Linked DNA regions of Danio rerio: region 1 is linked to region 2. The links are chromatin contacts, called in public Micro-C maps. All regions are on one chromosome and are shown on one strand. Each heading gives the region's core, a stretch centred on a gene start, on an enhancer-like site or on the middle of the called end of the contact. The rest is flanking DNA. Distances are from core to core; before and after follow the strand shown.

Region 1 (4,424 bases), core at 1,686-4,185, 240 kb after region 2:
CTAATTTAAAAAAATAAATAAACCCTTATCACAAAAAGCTGGCACTGTTTGCATGCGATTACTGCGTTATTATACGTGTGGACTTAACAACAAGACATCATATAGATACATATTGCCACATCTCTTTTGTTACACCACAGGAAATCTGGGATTTGCATAAGCCTATATCATTATTACAGTGTACGGAACAATGTGTGTGTCGTATACGTTTAATCATATTGTTTCCTTCCTGTCTTGTACGAGAATCAAACTCCATCGCCTCCGAGGCATAAAAAAAAACTATTGTTTCATCCTGCATTTAAACCACTGAATGATTTTTTTCTCTTATCTTCCTTCGCTGGCTCTCCAAGTAACTTAATCCAAAGTCTGTGAAATATAGTTCCTCAATAACTGATATGATCTTTTGTTGTGGCTTTTTGCACATTCTTTTTTATTAAAGAAAAGATCTGTTGCCTACACAAATATTGATTTTACTGTAAAAACTTTATGCAGATTTATCTCTAGATTAAAGACTAATTGTATGTGCAAATTATTAAAATTTAAGATAATTATGAGCGCTCCTTCTCTCTTTTTTGGGGGGGTCAGAATACGAGCAATTTGCGAAAACGCTCCTGGTGCCAGAACAAACAGCGTGTTTGGAGTGTGTTGGAGTGTCAATATAGGGTCTGGTTAGCATGTCAGGTTTTTCCAGACTCCTAAAGTGTTTCAAGCTGAACCTCGGTGTCCTATAGAAAGAAAGGCCTCAGCAGGGAACAATAGTGCCTCGTGGCCAAGATTTAAAAAAACAAAAGTTTTAAACATGCATATACTGTAAATATAAAAGAAAACGGATGACTAATAAAATGAAAAGCATTCATTTACTAGCAAAAGATATAAATGTTGTTTTCTGAATCAACTAAAAATTAAAAAAAGCTTGCTTTGATTTTAAGATTTAAAAAAAAAACAGTATAAAGTATTTTCTGGCACTCAGATGACTGTTTGAGTACTCAAACATGACACACACACACACACACAGAGAGAGAGAGAGAGAGAGAGAGAGAGAGAGAGACAGAGGGAGAGAGAGAGAGAGAGAGAGAGAGAGAGAGAGGGGGAGAGAGAGCAGAACTCATGCTGCCTTAAAACTGTAATCGAGAGGAAATCAATGGATTTTTGACTTTTTATGAATGTTGCTGTCAAATTACTTTGATTATTACTTAATTTTTGCACTTGTTCTCAATTTTCTCAATCATAATATTTACAAATATTGCTATTTTAAGTGACAAATGTAATTAGAAATACACAACCTCTTATGTAAAGTGTCAGTCAGTGCTTATATGACACATTTACAGCGTTTGGTAAATTATCAAATCCTTCCGTAACAGATCATGCAAGCATTTCTAACAGAAATATGCAAGCTATAAAACAACTTAAAGCAAACTCGCCTAATCAGATCTATAAAAAAGAGCACTTGGAGAACTTTATCAGCTCTTCTTTCTCCATACACATAATTTGTCTCTTTTTTTTCCACAGGAATCCTCTCTAAACAAACTGTAACTAACACGGTAAAAGGAACGTCCCTGCATGCAGCACAATGCTGAGGCCTTCTCCTTTTGTTTTGTGCATTTAATAAAACTCATTTAACCAAACAGTTTAAAATCACATCAAGTCTACACAGCTTTTCCAGAACTGTCACCTCACTTCACCTGCCACCATGATTCAGACAATGAATGGGTTTCTTTTGAAAGCTCCTTTAACCCTCTCGGTTGCTGTCCTAACTTTATTCCGCTTTACTTTTTATTGCACAATAAGCAATAAAAATAAAGCTGCATGCATTTACAAACTTGCATTAAGTGGTCTTCGTTTTTACCAGTAAAATGTTCATTTGAGAATTTTAGCCCTCAGAAGGGTTTTTTTTTTGTACACAGCTGCTACTAAATATCAGAAATGCAGTGACAGTAAGGCTTGCAAAAAATTTAAAAACTGTTCTGATGCGGTGAAAAAAAGTCTCACATATAAGAGATTTTTATTGCCTGCAGCTGGTTCTAACTAAAGTTAATAATGTAAAACTGCACAGCAGCATTGAAACTTCATTCAAAAATAAAAAGCTGCTAAAATATATGAATAGATGCGTTTATAAAATGTTAAAATAAGGTCCTTATTAGGATGAACTAGGGAAACAGATTGATTTCCACCGTAAATACTTTTTTATTTTGAGTTCTGCTGCTTTAAAGAAACTCAAAGTGAACCCACAAATGCAACTTTGTAATCTTTAAACAACCATAAAACAAGTCAATAAGTTTACTCGTATGTTGTAAATCAAACAACAATTAAAAACAATGTTTTAAAAGTGCAACCAAATCCAACGTGCACACCGTTGACTCTGCAAGCTTAGTGCAACGTTTACGTTCACATACAGCGCTATTTAAAGCTTAACTTGCTAAATAAGCACCTCGCTTTCCGTGCAAAAGCACGTAGAAAAAAAAGAAAGAACGACAGAAATGTGCATAAAAACATATATGTACGAGAGGTGGGCGCCATCCGCCATGTGGTAGTTAACTTGGCTCTGTCAACGCAGAAATGCCTTAGTGCACACTAAGTTACTTGTCTTAAGCAAAGGTTAGTCTCTATCCGTGCCGTCCCGGCAAAAGACACCGCTGAAAAGCAACAAACAGAGTTAATAACAGACGAAAATGTCACTTACCTGTGTTAGGCATAGCGGAGAATACATATCTGTCGGTTTTAACTCTTGAATTGGCGATGTATATGTTGTGTGTGCGCGCGTGAGTGTGCGTGTGGGTGAGGGTGTGTGTATGTGTGAATGTATGGGGTGTGTATGTATATGTGTGTGTATGAAAAGAGAAAAAAAGAGAGACAGAGAAGAAGGGAGAGAGGGAAAATAAAGCCTTGCTTCTTGCTTTCACATTTCCAACTCTGCGAAGTGCGCGCGACGCTTCAGCGCTCCATAGAGCTGAACTTTAACCCCGCCTCGAGTTACACACATCTACTGTACTGTACTGTTAAAGCCGTATATCCAAACTTTCGGCATTATCATCAACTGCAGCCTAGAGAAAAGTCCCGACGACGGATGGATGGAAGTACGCGGAGATTTCACAGAGCCATGAGTCAAACTGGTGGTGGTGAACCCGCCGGGAAGAGCGATTATTTCATCTTGCGGTCATTTGAATAGAAAAAGAACAAAAAGGATAAGCAAAAAGTCGTCCGGATGCGTTAGAAAAGTCGCGTTTGATTCATTCTTCGCTGTCTCTTATTGCGCCGCGTCGCGCGCTCGCTTGCATCCGCCGTGAGGCATGTGGCGGTGCGAAGCAAAACTGAGGCGGATTTACGAGCAGCGAGGAGGGCTCGGCATGCTTAGGAAGATTGTAATATCCTTAAAACCCCCTGTTGCAAAAGCTGCCACTTGTGTCGCGGTTAGTTTCGACCTGAGAGAGAGAGAACGAGAGAGAAAGAGAGAGAGAGGGAGGAAAAAAGTGAAGCGCACGATTCGAGTCCGCTGAGACGAAGCTCCCGTTCACTTTTGCCGTCCAAACTCTTGGGCTCTTCCATCAGCACAGCGCCCTCAATATCGGCACGAGAGCCACACACATGCGGGACAGGGGAAATATGCACTCCCAATGCCGCTGCACTTCGTATTCATGAAGTGCTGTAATGCACAAAGAGTGCGTTTGATTTACGCACACACTTTTCATGCGCTTTATTATAGACTAATAACTGAATGTGGACTTTTAGGAAAGAAACGTTTAAAAAACAAGTCAAACTATATAAAATCACTCCAAACCAGCAATGCATTTAATGCAAAATGCGTGTTAGCATATAACGTATAAAAGTTGTCAAATAATAACCCTTCCACTCGTTTAATAAATACTGATGTGATTGCATATCATAAAAACACTGATTGATGCATATCTTTAAATACACGTTGGATTTCAAGCAGTCAAATCAGTATCTGGATTTATCCGAGCTTTAGATACAAAGCAACACAAACAACGTACTCACTTCATTTCGAATGTGACCAAAGTAACTTTAGAGAATAATATTTTTCATAACTGTATATGGCTCACTAGAGGAATCATTTAAAAAGAGTCAACAGTTCATAGAGTCGAACAGAATGAAGTTGATTCACTAAACAGAATCGACTCAAGAGTCATTCACTCGAAATCGCGCTCTATGTATTTATTCTGTTTATTCTGCAATAGTGATTTTGAATTGCTTATCTACTTAAAAGAAGACCACAAAGTAGCTCCCCTGTGCACATATAACATGCACTAAACCAATTGAGATAACATTTTATTAAAAAAATAAATAAACAGTAAATGATGCGTATATGCAAACAGCTTATATGTCAGCAAATAAACAGTTTACTAGTAACTAATTTAAAGTCCCACGTGTAAATGAATCATTCGTTCGGGAGTCGAACAAGTCTGGTC
Region 2 (4,468 bases), core at 733-3,232:
TGCAGTCCAAAGACATGCACTATAGGTGAATTGAATAAACTAAATTGGTCGTAGTGTATTACCGTGGTCACACTAGAATTTGAGCATGCAAAATTGTGTTGTACGGCGCTGCGAAAAGGGACAGGATTAAACAAGATGATTAGACTTTTTTTTTTTTTTTTAAAGCAAACGATTGGTCCATATTTTAGGAAAATGAATGAATGAGTTTTATAATAATCATTCTTGTTATAGATACAACTCACTACTATTACAAAGCAGGGATAACTTTTTAAGATAACTCAGATTGTGTTCATCTGGAAAAAAAAAAAGAAGATAAACCAAGAATATGACGGTAGTGAGTAAATAATGGAAACCTATGAACAATTCCTTTTAAACAGGTCTGTTGATATTGGTTTGAGCAAAAGGTTAAAATTTGTTAATATATTTACAAATTTTATATATAAATATATTGACATTAGAAAAGCAAATGTTTTCATTCATTTTCAATATCGATTTAAAATAAAGTTAAAACATTAGTAATGTAAAAGGAAATATAACATGTCGGAAAACATGGTATTTTCTTTTGTCATTTTGACAAATTGTCATTTTATGCGCTAAATGACATCGCAATATGTAGTTTTGCAATTAAAAAAATATATATATACACATACAGCGACTGACACTGCTATAAATACTTGCAACACTTAGTTTTACTCACATTCGGCATTGGCGAGTGTTAATTTTAGTCTTTACTCTTAATGTTGTGTAATGTTTTCCTCACTGTATTAAAAATGGTTTCGAATATCAATATTTTTAAGCTACTGTATCAAAGTCGGAAATTCCTGAATCACGACAAAACTACTTAACAGAATTAAAACAAAGAAAAATAGTTTTACTAAAAACACATGCACTGAAAATCTAGAGAAAGTGATCATTTTCAAGTGCTCTCGTAAAAATTTAAATAGCTGTAACAAGTCTGTTAAAGTGTTGTAACAACCAATGTTAGGGAAAGTTACTTTATAGAAAGTAATATATTACAATATTGAGTTACTCCCAAAAAATTTACTTCTTGTGATTACTTAGTTACTTTTTATAGTAAGTAATGCGTTACGGCACATTTTATTACCTGGCTGAGGCTTTTTTTTCTCTTTCTTTTTTAATATAGTGGTGCTGCAATTAGCACAATGTACAACCTTCATTTATTTAAAAACCCATCAAAAAATAATCTTTTAAGATAATGTTATCTGAGAAATTCCTGACCCCAGAGCTCTACATGCCATATATAAAGATTATTTAAAGTTTAAAACAATGTGTTTGCTACTTTTGTACTATTTGCCTTAAGTAAAATCACTGCCCATTGAGACAATCCCCTTTTCCTTTTCTACGATGCGTTCGATATAATGAACACATTCTCTGATTGACTGTGATTCATTGTGAGTACTTTAATTTTAATTCAGCAATTTATTTTTTTAAAGCTAATTAATTAAAGTAATAACAAATTATTATTATTTTTAAAAGGATTTTTTTTTACTTTACTCATTACTTAGAGAAGTATCATTATTAATGCGCTACCCAACACACTGGTAATGATACTGGAATTTTGATACCAATTTGTACTGAAATGTTAAAAACATCCACTTCCCACTAATCAGAGTTATTTCTGTTGAACACAATGCCCAATCTGTAAGATGTAGTGTAAGCATCACCTGGTCTTTGAGCTGCTTGACGGAGTGCTGCAGGGTGAGGATGTGGCTGAACAGAGGGCTCTGCAGGGCTTCTTTCAGTGTGCCGAGTCTGTCGCTGTGAGTCCACTCTTCCCTCTGAACCAGCTTCGACTGCAGCCTTTCCAGAGCCTGGAGCACCTGCTGCCGCTCCGAAGCAGACACTGACAACACACACACCAACAGCAACACATGAGCCATGCAAAAACCCATCAAACACGTCACATTAGTTAAAAAGAAAATCACTTCATTTAACGATACCTGTTGGTACGTTCTCATACATCGTGGTTCTCTTGACAATTTAGTAGGAGGGTTATCTGTGAAAGAGAATAGAAATGGATTTATGAACATTTTTGGGTGGCAATTTGATTATAAATTTAGACAACATCAACGAAAAACGAAATGCCAATATTAATTAGGCTACTAATTTGCTTTGGAAAATAAAGGCTGAATATATATTCAAGTGCAGTGTCAATAACATAATCAATAAGTAACATAGATTTTCAAAATTCAGTTTCTCTTACATTTTATTTTTAGTTCGGACAAATAATAACATATTTGTTTTATTATTATTATCATTAATAACATCAATAATAAACACACTTTTTTATGCAGTCATTATTGTTATTATTATTTGCAATATTGTTGGCTAATATAATTTTTGATTATTAAGTTGCACCAAATACATTCATTCAGACTTAATTTGTTAAAGACCAAGATATACAAACGAAGCATATTTATAATAATAATAATTTTATATACTTAAAATAAGTTATTTACAGTTTTAAAATATTTATGTAGACAAAAATAAAGTAATAAAAAGATTAGAAAAGAGACTAAATATACATAAAACTACAACATGCATATTAATTAAGATGACATGGTAACATTTTTCAGTTTCTGTAATAATTAAAACCCTGAATTGGTAATAACTAGGGAAGCTCCAATTGATCGGCCGAATACCGGTATCGAACGATAATCACATTTAATGACTCAATCGTTACTTATCAATCTGGCCGATTTCATGAACCGATTGCAGATGTTTAAATAGTTTATAATATAACTTCTTGAAATATACTTGCAATAAAGAGCAGTTCATAGGCTTCTTTCCTTTTAGTAAAGAAATAGTGGATTTATAGGTGTGTACTTATGCACCAAATATGCACTCAAATTTTTCCAAATTGCATTATTTGTTATTTTTCTTACCAATTTTTATACCCGTGTCAAATTATTTTCTGTAAAGCTGCATCTGCCCATAACATGTCCACTACACTAATGGCTCGTTTCCACTGACTGCTACAGTATGGTACGGTTTGGGTCGGTATGGGTCACCTTTATCAGGCTTGCATTTCCACTACCAAGGGTACATCATCAATGTTTCCCCCAAAGATTATGATTCATCTTAGTTTTACTACATTTGCGCTGACATCTCATGTTTATAATATGATTAAAAAAAATAATAATAAATAAAAAAAATACAAATAAATAAAAATCCGCAAAGCATTTTATTAATCTTAAAGGTACAGTTTGCCCAAAATTGAACATTTCCTCACCATTTACTCACACTCAAGTGGTTCTAAACTTCTTTCTTCTGTTGAACACAAAACGTTCTGAAAAATGTTTGTAAAAGTGGCCCTTAGAATCCATAGCAATAACAAATATGAATACACAAATAATTAAGATAGCATGATAACATTTTTCAGTATCTGTTATAATTTAAACCCTGAATTGGTAAAAACTGATAAATCATCAATGTTTCCCCCAAAGATCATGATTAAACACAGTTTTACTATATTTACACTGACATCACATTTATAATAATATGATAAAATAAAGTGCAAAGCATTTTATTAATCTTAAAAGGTACAGTGCAGTTTCCTCAACATTTTCTCACATCAGGGGCGGACTGGCCATCTGGCAATTCTGGCAAATGACAGAAGGGCCGGACCATTTTATAAACGGCTATTTTTTTATTTATTTTTTAATACAGTATGTATTGCTTTTTCACATGTAAGCAGCTTTTATCTCTTGCAAGATGTAAATATTATGATGATGATGAGGATAATAGTAAGAATATTAATCAATGTTAAGCATTCGCCCAATCATCAACAACCGGCTGGTTTCGAGATGGGCTGACCCAATCAGAAGTTATGCAGACGTAATCAAAATCTAGCAAGGATGTCAAACACACAGTAAGTGCAACAAATTGATAGAGATGGACCATAAAAAGGGAAAGGCAGTCAAGTCCGATTGGGAGTTGGGTAACCCAGTACTGGGTTGCAGCTTTGAGGGCATCCGCTGTGTAAAACATATGCTGGATAAGTTGGTGGTTCTAAGATAAATAAAGGGACTAAGCCGAAAAAAATGAATGACATGATTGCATATATAAATGGGTTGTTTTTGTTTTAGTCACATACATTAAATGTTTAAATATATCTTAAATATGTTACAGCTTATATAATTTTACCATCTGTACACCAATATAAGTAGTGAATGTGCGTGTCCGTGGGTGGGGCTGTGTTGGTGTGGTAATGTGGGCTGGTGTGGCTACAGTGCCAGGGCTGATTTTTAGTCCCAGTCCGCCCCTGTCTCACATTCAATTGGTTTTAAACTTTCATTGGTTCTTTCTTCTGTTGAACACAATACAAAATGATCTGAATAATGTTTGTAAAAAGCAGCATTTAGAATTCATAGCAATAACAAAAAACACTAAAGAATTCCCTCAGCATTCTCAATATCTTCCTTTGTTTGAGTTTCTTTAACCTGTT

What was found. Hi-C and Micro-C count contacts between places; a contact is called where the count stands out from the background.
Region 1: a contact with region 2 is called in a Micro-C map of caudal fin, with 3 times the contacts expected there. The contact joins the promoter of nfia here to the promoter of patj in region 2. A contact is called at or near these places in 1 of 18 Hi-C or Micro-C datasets (caudal fin) and 2 of 4 datasets of contacts at active chromatin or transcription factors (embryo and gastrula embryo).

Annotation. Positions count from the first base shown.
Region 1 is chr22:16,683,960-16,688,383 of GRCz12tu, forward strand. It overlaps nfia (nuclear factor I/A), which reads right to left and starts at 2,936. Exons shown (of 11, transcript NM_001079962.1): 1 at 2,681-2,936. The coding sequence starts at 2,707.
Region 2 is chr22:16,449,138-16,453,605 of GRCz12tu, forward strand. patj (PATJ crumbs cell polarity complex component) reads right to left here and starts at 1,983. Exons shown (of 44, transcript NM_001127185.1): 1 at 1,962-1,983; 2 at 1,686-1,864. The coding sequence starts at 1,983.